2 separate regions of the Mus musculus genome follow, and region 2 is linked to region 1. A link is a contact called in public promoter capture Hi-C data. All regions are on one chromosome and are shown on one strand. Each heading gives the region's core, a stretch centred on a gene start, on an enhancer-like site or on the middle of the called end of the contact. The rest is flanking DNA. Distances are from core to core; before and after follow the strand shown. Region 1 holds the start of Serping1 (serine (or cysteine) peptidase inhibitor, clade G, member 1). Region 2 holds the start of Tnks1bp1 (tankyrase 1 binding protein 1).

Evidence for each region. Capture Hi-C pulls out chosen DNA fragments and counts their contacts.
Region 2: a promoter capture Hi-C map of adipose tissue shows a contact between it and region 1. The contact joins the promoter of Tnks1bp1 here to the promoter of Serping1 in region 1. A contact is called at or near these places in 2 of 39 promoter capture datasets (both in liver) and 1 of 9 other capture datasets (adipose tissue).

The regions. Positions count from the first base shown.
Region 1 is chr2:84,773,091-84,778,210 of GRCm38.p6, forward strand. Serping1 (serine (or cysteine) peptidase inhibitor, clade G, member 1) reads right to left here and starts at 2,339. Exons shown (of 8, transcript NM_009776.3): 1 at 2,273-2,339; 2 at 1,650-1,724; 3 at 41-554. The coding sequence starts at 1,700.
Region 2 is chr2:85,047,311-85,052,060 of GRCm38.p6, forward strand. Tnks1bp1 (tankyrase 1 binding protein 1) reads left to right here and starts at 3,150. Exons shown (of 12, transcript NM_001081260.2): 1 at 3,150-3,250; 2 at 3,551-3,663; 3 at 4,615-4,750. The coding sequence starts at 3,570.

The sequences.
Region 1 (5,120 bases), core at 1,089-3,588:
AGCGTCCCCCTTACAGCCTGGACAGAAGTCAGAGTCTTACCAAGAAGAACCTGTGTGAGGAGGCTGGCAATGCTGAATGGGGAAAAGGCCATGTTGGTCTTAGCCATCTTGGTAGCTGAGAAGGCGTGGTAGAGCTTCACAGAGAAATCTGTCAAAGCCTCTGAGAGCTTTGCCTCTGAGGAGTCTCTGTCTGAATCAGAGCACTGAGCAAGCGGCTCCGGGCAGAAGGGTTCAGTAGTAGCCTGGGTGGGAAGATCTGAGGCAGTGGAGGGCTGGCTGGAAGAATTCAGAGGGGGCTGTCCTGGAGAATCTGTGGGTAGCTGAGCAGCTGGCTGGCTGTGCTGGCTGAAGGACTCGTTGGCTACTTTACCCATGGTGTCATTTGTTATTGTGATGGCTACACTGGTTGTTGGCCAGGTAGAGGGCAGTACTGTAGGCTCTGGGGGACTCCAGGAGTCATCTCTTTCAGGGAAGCTCTCTCTGCTTTTCGCTTGAGCCTCCAGTGGATCCTGGGTGCTGTGGCTGGTAGCTTCGGGATCTGAGAAGGCTCTATCCTGTGGTTCAAGAAGCAGTGTTTCATTTCCTGGTGAGCCACAGTTCCCTCAACCATTCCAAGCAAGAAGAGATGATTGGAACATATCATCCCAGTTGCTCCTGGTATAACCTGGCAGGTGAAACCTTGGACCAACCCCACAATTCCTTCAGAAATAGGCAATGCTGGGGGAATTCTCTGCAGGAGATACGAGGCAATTCTGATTTTGGTTATCAGTTATCTGTGTCCAGTGACCGCCGTGCAAGTAGCTGTTTTCTTGTAAATATCAATTTGTTTTGACTCACTTGCCAGACTAGTGCAATTGTGAGTCTTATTTTAGGACTGTGGATTTTCCAAGAGTGAATGCAGTGCACCAGTGGGAACTGAAAACAATTAGTATTCCAAAAGGAAAGGAAGAGACAGTGGGGGCTAGGTAACCCCTGTCTTCTGGGCCTTTGGGAAGTGGAGACAGGAGAATCTCCTTATGTGGCAGTATATTCAGAAGTGGGAAGGAAAGTGTGTAAAATCCAGATCCCTTGCTTAACTAGACGTTATGTGCTAACTAGCTCCTTACCCAGTGTCACCCAGGATGCCAGCTTCCAGCATAGTCCACTGCTCATCCACCGTAAGCAAGCGCTCACAGTTTTCATTAGTTGACTTGTTATCCCTGTCCTACTTGGCTACCGGGACCACAGTGTTCTTAACCGTGGTGCGGGTCCAGGTCTGTCTGCTAGCTTTCCTCCTTGCATCCCGCTTTCTACAGACCCTAGCTTAGAAGAGACCATCACAGCAGCACCAGGGGTGGAGGGTGTCTGTTTTTCACAACTTGGGCTTGTTCTTCATCTTCCCTTCTATGACCCATCTAAGCCTGGCTGATGGGTCTATGTATTCTCCTTTTTACATAGTGGATTAAGGAAGCCCAGAAAAGGGTCCTGCCCAAGGTCATTCAGCTAACGAACCTTCCAATAGACAACCCAGTCCCTCTAGACCCTGGTCTAACGCTAGTTCAAGACTCGAACTTAAGATTCCCTGGAGAGGCTTCCCTCCTTCACCAAGACCTGAAGAGTTAATTCTCACTCCTACCCCCACCCCACCCCCTCACAGGGGGACCACTTACCCCAGCCAGCAGCAGCAGCAGGAGGGTCAGTGGGGTCAGCCTGGAGGCCATCTGGGCAGCGATGTCAGCTGCGTCCTACGAAGCCAGTTAGCCTCAGAGCCAGCCTTGGAGCCTAGGAGCTCAGGGGTCCACCCCATTCCCGGGCCCGCCCCCATTCCATTCCAGGCCTCGACCCTTCCAGGGTGTGTTCTCTCCTCCTCCCTCTGGGGCAACCTTCTCTCTGTCTCCGCCCTCTGTTTTGTTTTCCCCAAACCGCTTCGCTTTCCCGGCACCGGCTGGCCCTTCTCTCCCTTCACGCCCAGGTCTCGGCCCATCTGTTCAATCTCCCTGCTCCGCTTAACAGAACAATAAGCCAGAGGCTGCAGGAGGAGGCCAGGGCGAGCTGGGCAGCACAGCTCACAGCTTTGAGGGAGGAGGAGGGGGAGGGGGGAGGAGGAGGAGGAGGAGGAGGAGGAGGAGGAGGAGGAGGAGGAGGAGGAGGAGGAGGAGGAGGAGGAGGAAAGCTCAAGTAGAATCAAGTGTATGGAAACTACAGAAATAACAAACGGGATAAGGAGGCTGGAGATCTCCCTGCCAAGCCCTCTTTAACTTTGTGTTCCTCCCAAAGCCCCCTATTACCAAACCTGGTCCAAGTTCTTGGTCACTAGGCAGCTTCAGGACAGACTGAGCAGACAGTCGCAGAGAATCAGTGTGTGGGGGGGGGGCACTCTCAGCTATTGGCTGGTTTAGGACACAGCCCAGTTAAAAATTAAGGATGATTGATTGCTAGTGTGAGTTCCTGTAAATCCGGATGGGACGGATGGGACGAGTCTCGAACTGTGGGCCAGTTAGCCCGGAGTTCCTCTTGGAATGGGGTAGGATGTGACCGGTTGGGATAAGGAAGCTTGAGTGACGCTCTTAGTGATCTTAGTGTTTTGTGGATCAAGATAAAGGCAGAAGAAGCACACAACGTGCCTAAGGTTTGACAATGGATGAGCTTTTTGAGATTAATGGGTAAAGCAAGCCTTTAGAAATAGGCCAAGCCTTAGAAGTAGTTAAATGGCCTTCCATTGCTCTCATTTGGAGATATGCCAGCCTTGGGCCCGAATCTCCTAAAAACCTAATGGCTGCTGGATCTTCCCCATTCCTACACGTAATCACCGGCTCCAGTTTCCAGCCGAGCCCTGGCTTCAACCCCTTAGTTGCACAACAAAGCAAAACAACCACAAAAACCAACAACCGAAACAGAACATTAACCCCAAACCAGCCCCCAAACCAAAAGACCAAATTCTGAGGTACATGTCTTTGTGGTTGAGTTGTCACCATAGGCCTATTGTGGGAGACCCTGGCAAGGAGGAGCCCAGTTAGACTTGAATTTTAAGTAAATTCCATGCAATCTTGTAATATGCTGGTGATAAAACTTTTTGCCATTTGTTTTGTATCTAAAATTCAAATTTGACTGAGCAGTCTGAATTTTTTTTTTGGATCAAACGTCTTCTGCAAAAGCAGGCTGTTCTCCCTGGAAACGCGCTGTAGCTTGTGAAGTTCTGCGACTGTCTAACTGTAGGCCTGACCCTTCCTGCCTTCGCCTCTTTCGGGAAAGTTTGTTTGTAGCTGGAGATCCGATACTCAAGGAGAGGAGAGCATTCATATCTTCCCTCGGACCTTAGAAAAGTCTTCTACCTCGCTCTGTGCTTTTTTTTTTTTTTTGGTTTTTCGAGACAGGGTTTCTCTGTATAGCCCTGGCTGTCCTGGAACTCACTCTGTAGACCAGGCTGGCCTTGAACTCAGAAATCTGCCTGCCTCTGCCTCCCGAGTGCTGGGATTAAAGTCGTGCGCCACCACGCCCGGCTGCTTCATTTTCTGTAACCACTCCAGGAGCTGCTAAACTGTAGGGAGTTTCCATAATCTCAGAGCTGCAGGCAAATTCTACTTTGTACCCCAGGCTCCAACTGATGGCCTTGAGGCATGAGGAGCTGAGGATTCTGGGAAGTGGGTGAGCTACACTAAAAGTCAATACATTCATTGAGTTATTACATCTTTGTGTTTGCCCTGCCATTAACTCTCATAACACCCAGGAAGTAAGTACTAACATTGATCACATCTTAAATGAGGTATTTATTATTTGTATTTTAATGAGGCACTGAATCCCTCTGATACTATGAAGCAGACTTGACATTTTAGCTCTGAAGTTGCCTATGTCAGGCATTTTGGTCACAGAGACTTGACATAACTAGTATAGAAAATTGGTTTCAGAGTAAGATAATTTCTTAACCAAATTTATTCTTGTGCTATGGAGGCCTTTGGAACTAGTTTGTGGAGAGGATAAGGAGGAATTAGGAAGTGAAGGTGAGGGAAATGTTACAATATTATAAATGCTACTTAATGGGCTATTTTGGTGAAGGTTTGGAAGACTAAACACCAACCAACATGTAGACAGATCATGAGGTTTCTGGTAGCAATAAGGATTCTATTGAGAAATGGACTACATCCAATCCAGCAAAGAATTTGGCCATGCTCTGTTCGAGTCCTGAAATTTGGGGTGCGATTGGATTGAAAAGTAATAGACTAGCATATTGGTAGGAGAACTTTAGAGACAGAATCAGGAGCATAAAGACTGGCAGAAAGATAGGAATCCAATATGGCTAGGAAAGGAGTGTGGATTGTTTAAAGTAGCAGGCAAATCGGCTGTACACAAAGAGATGATAATTGTTAAGGAGATCAGTGCCGCAGAAGAGAAACTGTACTCTTTGTGCAATGGAAACGGTGTCTTGAGGGTGAGACTCCATACATCAAAGGTAGTGCAGTGTTTTATAAAATGGCAGCAGTGATGCCACAGAAGGCAGCGCCTGGTCAGGCCCACGCTGGAGCTTTCCTTCTGACAAACCAGCTGAACAATAGGCTTAATATAAAAAGAGAGTTTATGTGGGACCTGGAGGAGAGGGTAGGGGCAGAGAAGGGAGGGGGACAGAGAAGGACAAAAGGAGAGAGAAAGAAGAGAAGAGGCTGGCCATGGAACGTGAGGAAGAGAGGGAGAGAGTAGATGGAGAGAGAGAGAGAGAGAGAGAGAGAGAGAGAGAGAGAGAGAGAGAGAGAGAGAGAGAGAGAGAGAATGGAAAGAGCAAAATATAGCAAGCTAGCCAGCGGCTCTTTTATGTGAGCCAGGCTCTTACCTGGCTGTTGCTAGGTAACCTCTTACCTGGCTGTTGCTAGGTAACGGGCAAAGCCTAAAGGAAATACTAACAGGTAGATACAGGGCATACAATGGAAAAAACATTAGAAAAACTTTCCTTTTCTTTGTAAAAAAAATTTCTTTTTCTTGTGTGTGTCACACTCAGAGGATAGAGAATAAAGGTAGACTTCCACCTAAGAAAGTTTCTTTCCAGGCTATGCTTTGTAAAAACTCAGCTGAGGTCCAAGGAGCCTGGATACGGTTGGACCTACCAGTGGAAGCTGATGTCATCTGCCTACTGTTGGTTTTACAGGTGCACG
Region 2 (4,750 bases), core at 1,900-4,399, 280 kb after region 1:
CCTCTCATAGTTCACTCCACTCCATTAGCCAACAGAGGGGGGCGGCGGCGGCGGCTCTGAGCTCCTTTTAAAATCACCTTATGAGTCAGGGTCTTACAAGGCTTGAGATAATAGAATGAGGATCGACTTTCTAGCGTAGAGTGGAAACTTGAGTCAGGAGGATTGTAGAAAATGAGTTGTGCATGTTTGTGAAGTTAAGTGTAAGAAGATTCTGGCAAGGGAGGGCTACACCACTTTGTGTTTGGTAACTGTATTTAAAAGATCTTAAAGGAGACATAACAGGAGGGAAAAAACTACCCCACTTGTCACAGCGGCTCTCAATCAGAATTTATCCACGTGGGGGTGGCCACGTCGTTTGCCGCTCTCAGGAGGCTCAGGTGTAACAGGAAGACTCTTCAGTCCGCCAACAGTTCCCTTCGTGCTGCCCGCGCTCTATGGTGCTGTAATCAGTGTAGGCTCAGGGAAAGCTGTCCAGGGCGGTTTCCTCTCTAGGCAGTCATCTCGGTGGCGCTGGGGTAAAATTGCGTCAGTTTCGCCTAAATCTGAATCAGGACCGGCCCCTCATTTACAAGGTCATGAATAATTATGTGGGATCTGTGCTTGTTTGCATATGGTGCGCCCGACTCTGTTTCAGCTTCGTTTTCCTACTCCCGGTTTCCTATATGAATATTCATGAGCAACATGGGGGCGTGTCTCTGGGCGGAGCGAGGGGAGGGGCCCCGGGGCTTGCACTGGCTCGGTCCCGCGGTGACGGTGGCGGCGGCGGCAGCAGCGGTCACTGGCGTCGGGGTGCCTCGCTGAGTGGAGCCGGTCCCGGGGGAGCGCGTGAGTGCGCGGCAGCCGGAGGAGGCGGGGTCTGGGGATGGGGGCGGGGAAGGGCATGGAAAGAACCCGGCGCCTAGCAGCCGGGACCTTAGATTGGGGCGGCAGCGGTGGGAGGGGGTCACCAGGAAAGTTTGCGAGGGCCTGGGGCGCTCGGGCGCTGCGGAGCTGGCGCGTGTGTGCGGGGGTGGAAGGCGTCCGTGCAGTGAGCCAGAAGAAAGCGGGGAGAGGCGAGGGTGGGGCGGGGCCGGGGGCGGGCGGAGCTGCTCGAGGGACCCCCTCCTTGCCCTCACCGGCCCCCTTCCCTAGCTCCCACGGCACGCCCCCATCCACGCTAGGCCGCCCCCACCGAGTCCTCGTCGTCAGTCCTCCGTCTGTTCCTTCGAGGGCTGCTTGGCATCTCGCTCAGTCTTCCGCTGCTGCCGCCCCCTCCTTCTCCACCCTCGTCTGCTCCTCCTCTTCGGCTAGCCGCTCGGTGTCCGTAAGCTCCCCACGGAGGCCCTCCAAACAGCCCCTTGCCCTGGGCTGTTCCATCTTCCTGTTGGCCCCCCTCTTCCAACACTTAGCCCTCCTGATCGCACTAGCTGAACATCCAGTGGTAGACCTTTAGGGACGACCCTGCTTGCCCTCAGGCCCTTCTGAGTGTCTGTCCAGGGCTGGGGCTACATAGCTCCTTTCCATTCTTTGGGGGCAGCCTCTACTCCCAGGGCTGCCTGATTTCCCTAGACCACTAAGAGTGGGGAGTTCTTGAGGTACTGCGATTCTGCAGCTTATGGACATGGCCTTGGTTACCTGGGGCTCCTGGCTGGGGCCTGTGTACTGTAACCGCCTCCCCTGTTGGGGACTCGGAGCCTGTTTTCATCTCTGCAGCTCTTTCTAACCTCAGAGGTGTCCATCAAGCCCCTATCTCAACCGCAGGTGAGAGGGTTTTTCTGTTTTGGACTAGTTTTTCTCCATTTCTAACCACCTTCACCATATCCCTTGTAATAATGTTCAAGGACAAGCAAGCAATCTTGTATATATTTTTAATTTAATTTAATTTTTCTGTCATCTCTCCGCCTTCAAGCGTTATTCACCCACATACAAGGAAAACAGCCCCTGGTAGTTGGCTGATCAGCCTTTTGACATTGACGGAGTTACTGTCTGTACCCTCTTTAAATAAGCTGGGACAGGGTCAAGCGGATGGGGACATCTTTTGCAAAGGCTGGGCACCACAGGTCTCTTAGAATTGAGAACTGTCTTCTCAGAGCAGCTGGAGTGGGAGGGGAGCCTTGAGGTTGGAGAGGGTTGGGTTGCCCTCCAGGGCTCTGTGCATTCCATGTGTTTGGCATGTCTCCCTTGCTCTTGAACCAGAGGAGCAGTGTTCACTAGTCACCACCAGAGCCGGAGGGGGGGCTTGAGAGTGGGAGGGTGCTTCAGCAGCCAGGGTGGGAACTGAGGGGGTGGAAGGCCTGAAGAATTTGAGGTGGGGGGGACATGAAGGAATGGTCTAGAGACGCAGCCTACGGTAGGGGGAGAGGTAGGTAGAGGTGGTTACCAAGGATGCTAGTTAGCTCATGGGAGACACTGAATGGAGTCACATTAATAATGGCCAACTGTTACTTACCACTTCCAGGCTTGGTATTTTGCATGCATTGTTTGACTTGAAACTCATTTAATACTTTTTTTTTTTTTTAAGCAGTATGCCTTAGACTAGTCGCACAGCTCTGAAGTGACAGACCCATTTAGTTGTTAGATCTTACAATATCAGCTCCAGAGGCTCCTGGCACAGGCTACTACCATGTGGCTATCATCTGGTTTAGTTTCTTCTGACCCCTCAAAACTCCTTTAGGGTGCACACCCATTCCTATGTCACAGGCTTTTGCAGGTCCCTCCCTGACTGTCCTGGAAGGGGCAACCCCAGGGAGTTTTCCTCTCAGTTACACCCCCCACCCCACAAGCAATCAAGCCCAGTCTGTCCTCCCTGCCCATCCTGGGCCGGCTCCTCCTTCCCCTTGGCTAGGCCCTGGAAATCCAGTGGGAGGCCATTGCTATGGTAACAGGACTAGGCCCTGGCTTTACCTCATCAAATTCCAAGCTGAAGCCAAAACGATTGAGAAATTAAAGGGAAAAAAATGTATTCCAGATGCTTACTTTTTATTTCTTATGTCCCTGTGTTTGGATGAGACAGCTCTTGAGTGCTGGAGGGGGGCAGGGATGTGAAAGGAGAATGGGGGGGGGGTAGGGAGCCACTCCCAGCCGTGGAGGGAGGGAGGAGAATGGGAAGAGGGGGGCCGGCTGTGGGGCGGAGCCCCAGGTTGGGGAGGAGCGGGTTTTTCCCGTCCCATGAGGTGATTCCAGAGACTTGAGAGTTTCTGGCCTTCTTGCTCCGCTCAGAGTGGACACCTCTAGTGGGGCTCCCTGACCCGAGAGGGTTGCCTCAGGAGCTGTAAGTAGGGTATCACAGGACGGATCCTGGGGGTGGTGTGGGTGGAGGTGGCTCCCTCCTGTGCTGGATCACTGAGGTTCAGAGCCAAGGGTTGGAGAGTCGTGTCAAGAGTTGAGGATGTGGCTGTGGGAACCTTCCCGGCCTCCCCCTGGAGTTCGCTCTTCCTGTCCCACACTGCCTGGGTTAGAAATAGACTTCCTTGGCTAAGCCTGTTGCCTTTCTCAGCTTTCCCTTCTCCACCTCTCCCTTCCCTGGGTCTTCAGTCACTTCGGCCGGCTCACACTGCTTCCTATTTCTCAGGCAGGGTGTGCCCTATGTGATGAAAGGATCCACTCTCAGGGAAGGCACAGCCATGGCTTCCCCACTGCCCCAGGATATGGAGGAGGAGCTGGCGCCTGTTGGCTCCGAGCCAGGTACCAATGGGTGCTGGGTGCAGGGTGGGGCCGTTGGCTGGGAGGAGGGCCGGGGGTGGGGTGGAGGCTGCACCCCTCTTCCGTCCCGGCAGGTAGCTGGAGTGACAGTGGAGGTGAGAGGCAGTGAGTCTGAAATGAGTGCTCACGGGCCTTGGCATCTGGTGGGAGTGAGGTAGAGCCCCAGCCGGTATGGAAGCAGAGCCTTTGAGACAACTCCAGGGAGCCTTGGAGGAGGAGACACTGAGGCACAGAAGGAGAATGGAGTGCCCTTCTTTCTCCCTGTCTAGACTTTTTAAATGCTTAGCTGAATGAGTGGGTGATACAAGATTCTATTATAGAAGGTTGTGGCCGTGAGTAATTCCCAAGGTCTTTTATTTGGCATTACAATGCCTTATATAGAAGGTGGATTTCTGCCCTTGTTTTTTTTTTTTTTTTTTCCTTCTTCCTTCCTGTGGCAGATTTACTTCTGTTTGACATAGGTCAATAGAAAGCTTGCATTCCTGATAATGAACTGGATGACTGAGGTGGCAAGAGGAAGAGGTGCAGCAGGGTGTACAAGGGGAGCTCAGCTAGGGTCAAAACTTCACTATGGAAATGTGGTGTAAAGAAATAGGGCTCCATCGGGTTCCCAGGCTGACAGTATGGTGAGGCCAGGCAAGTGGGTATGCTTATCTGCTCCATTCATTCATTCGATAGGAACCTGTGTTAGGAGCAAAATAGGATGCTAGAGGGATAAGGGGTCAAAGCCCACGTTGTAGGAGTTTGGAGAAGGTAGGCTATATAATGGGATGTGAAAAACCAAGGAAGCCTTCCTGGAACAGGCGGTACTGACTTGCACCTAGAACGATGGGTTCCAAGGTTGGAGTGTGGAAGATTCGGTGCAGCAGGAGTCACAAGAATTTATGTCTCATGGTTCTTCTGACAGTTCCTAATGAATCCTTCCTTCCGAAGGTGACCCACGAGCCAAGCCCCCTGTCAAGCCCAAACCCCGGGGCTTGCCCAGCAAGCCAGCTCTGCCTGCCAAACCCAGCCTCCTGGTGCCTGTTGGGCCTCGCCCTCCTCGGGGTCCCCTGGCTGAGCTGCCTTC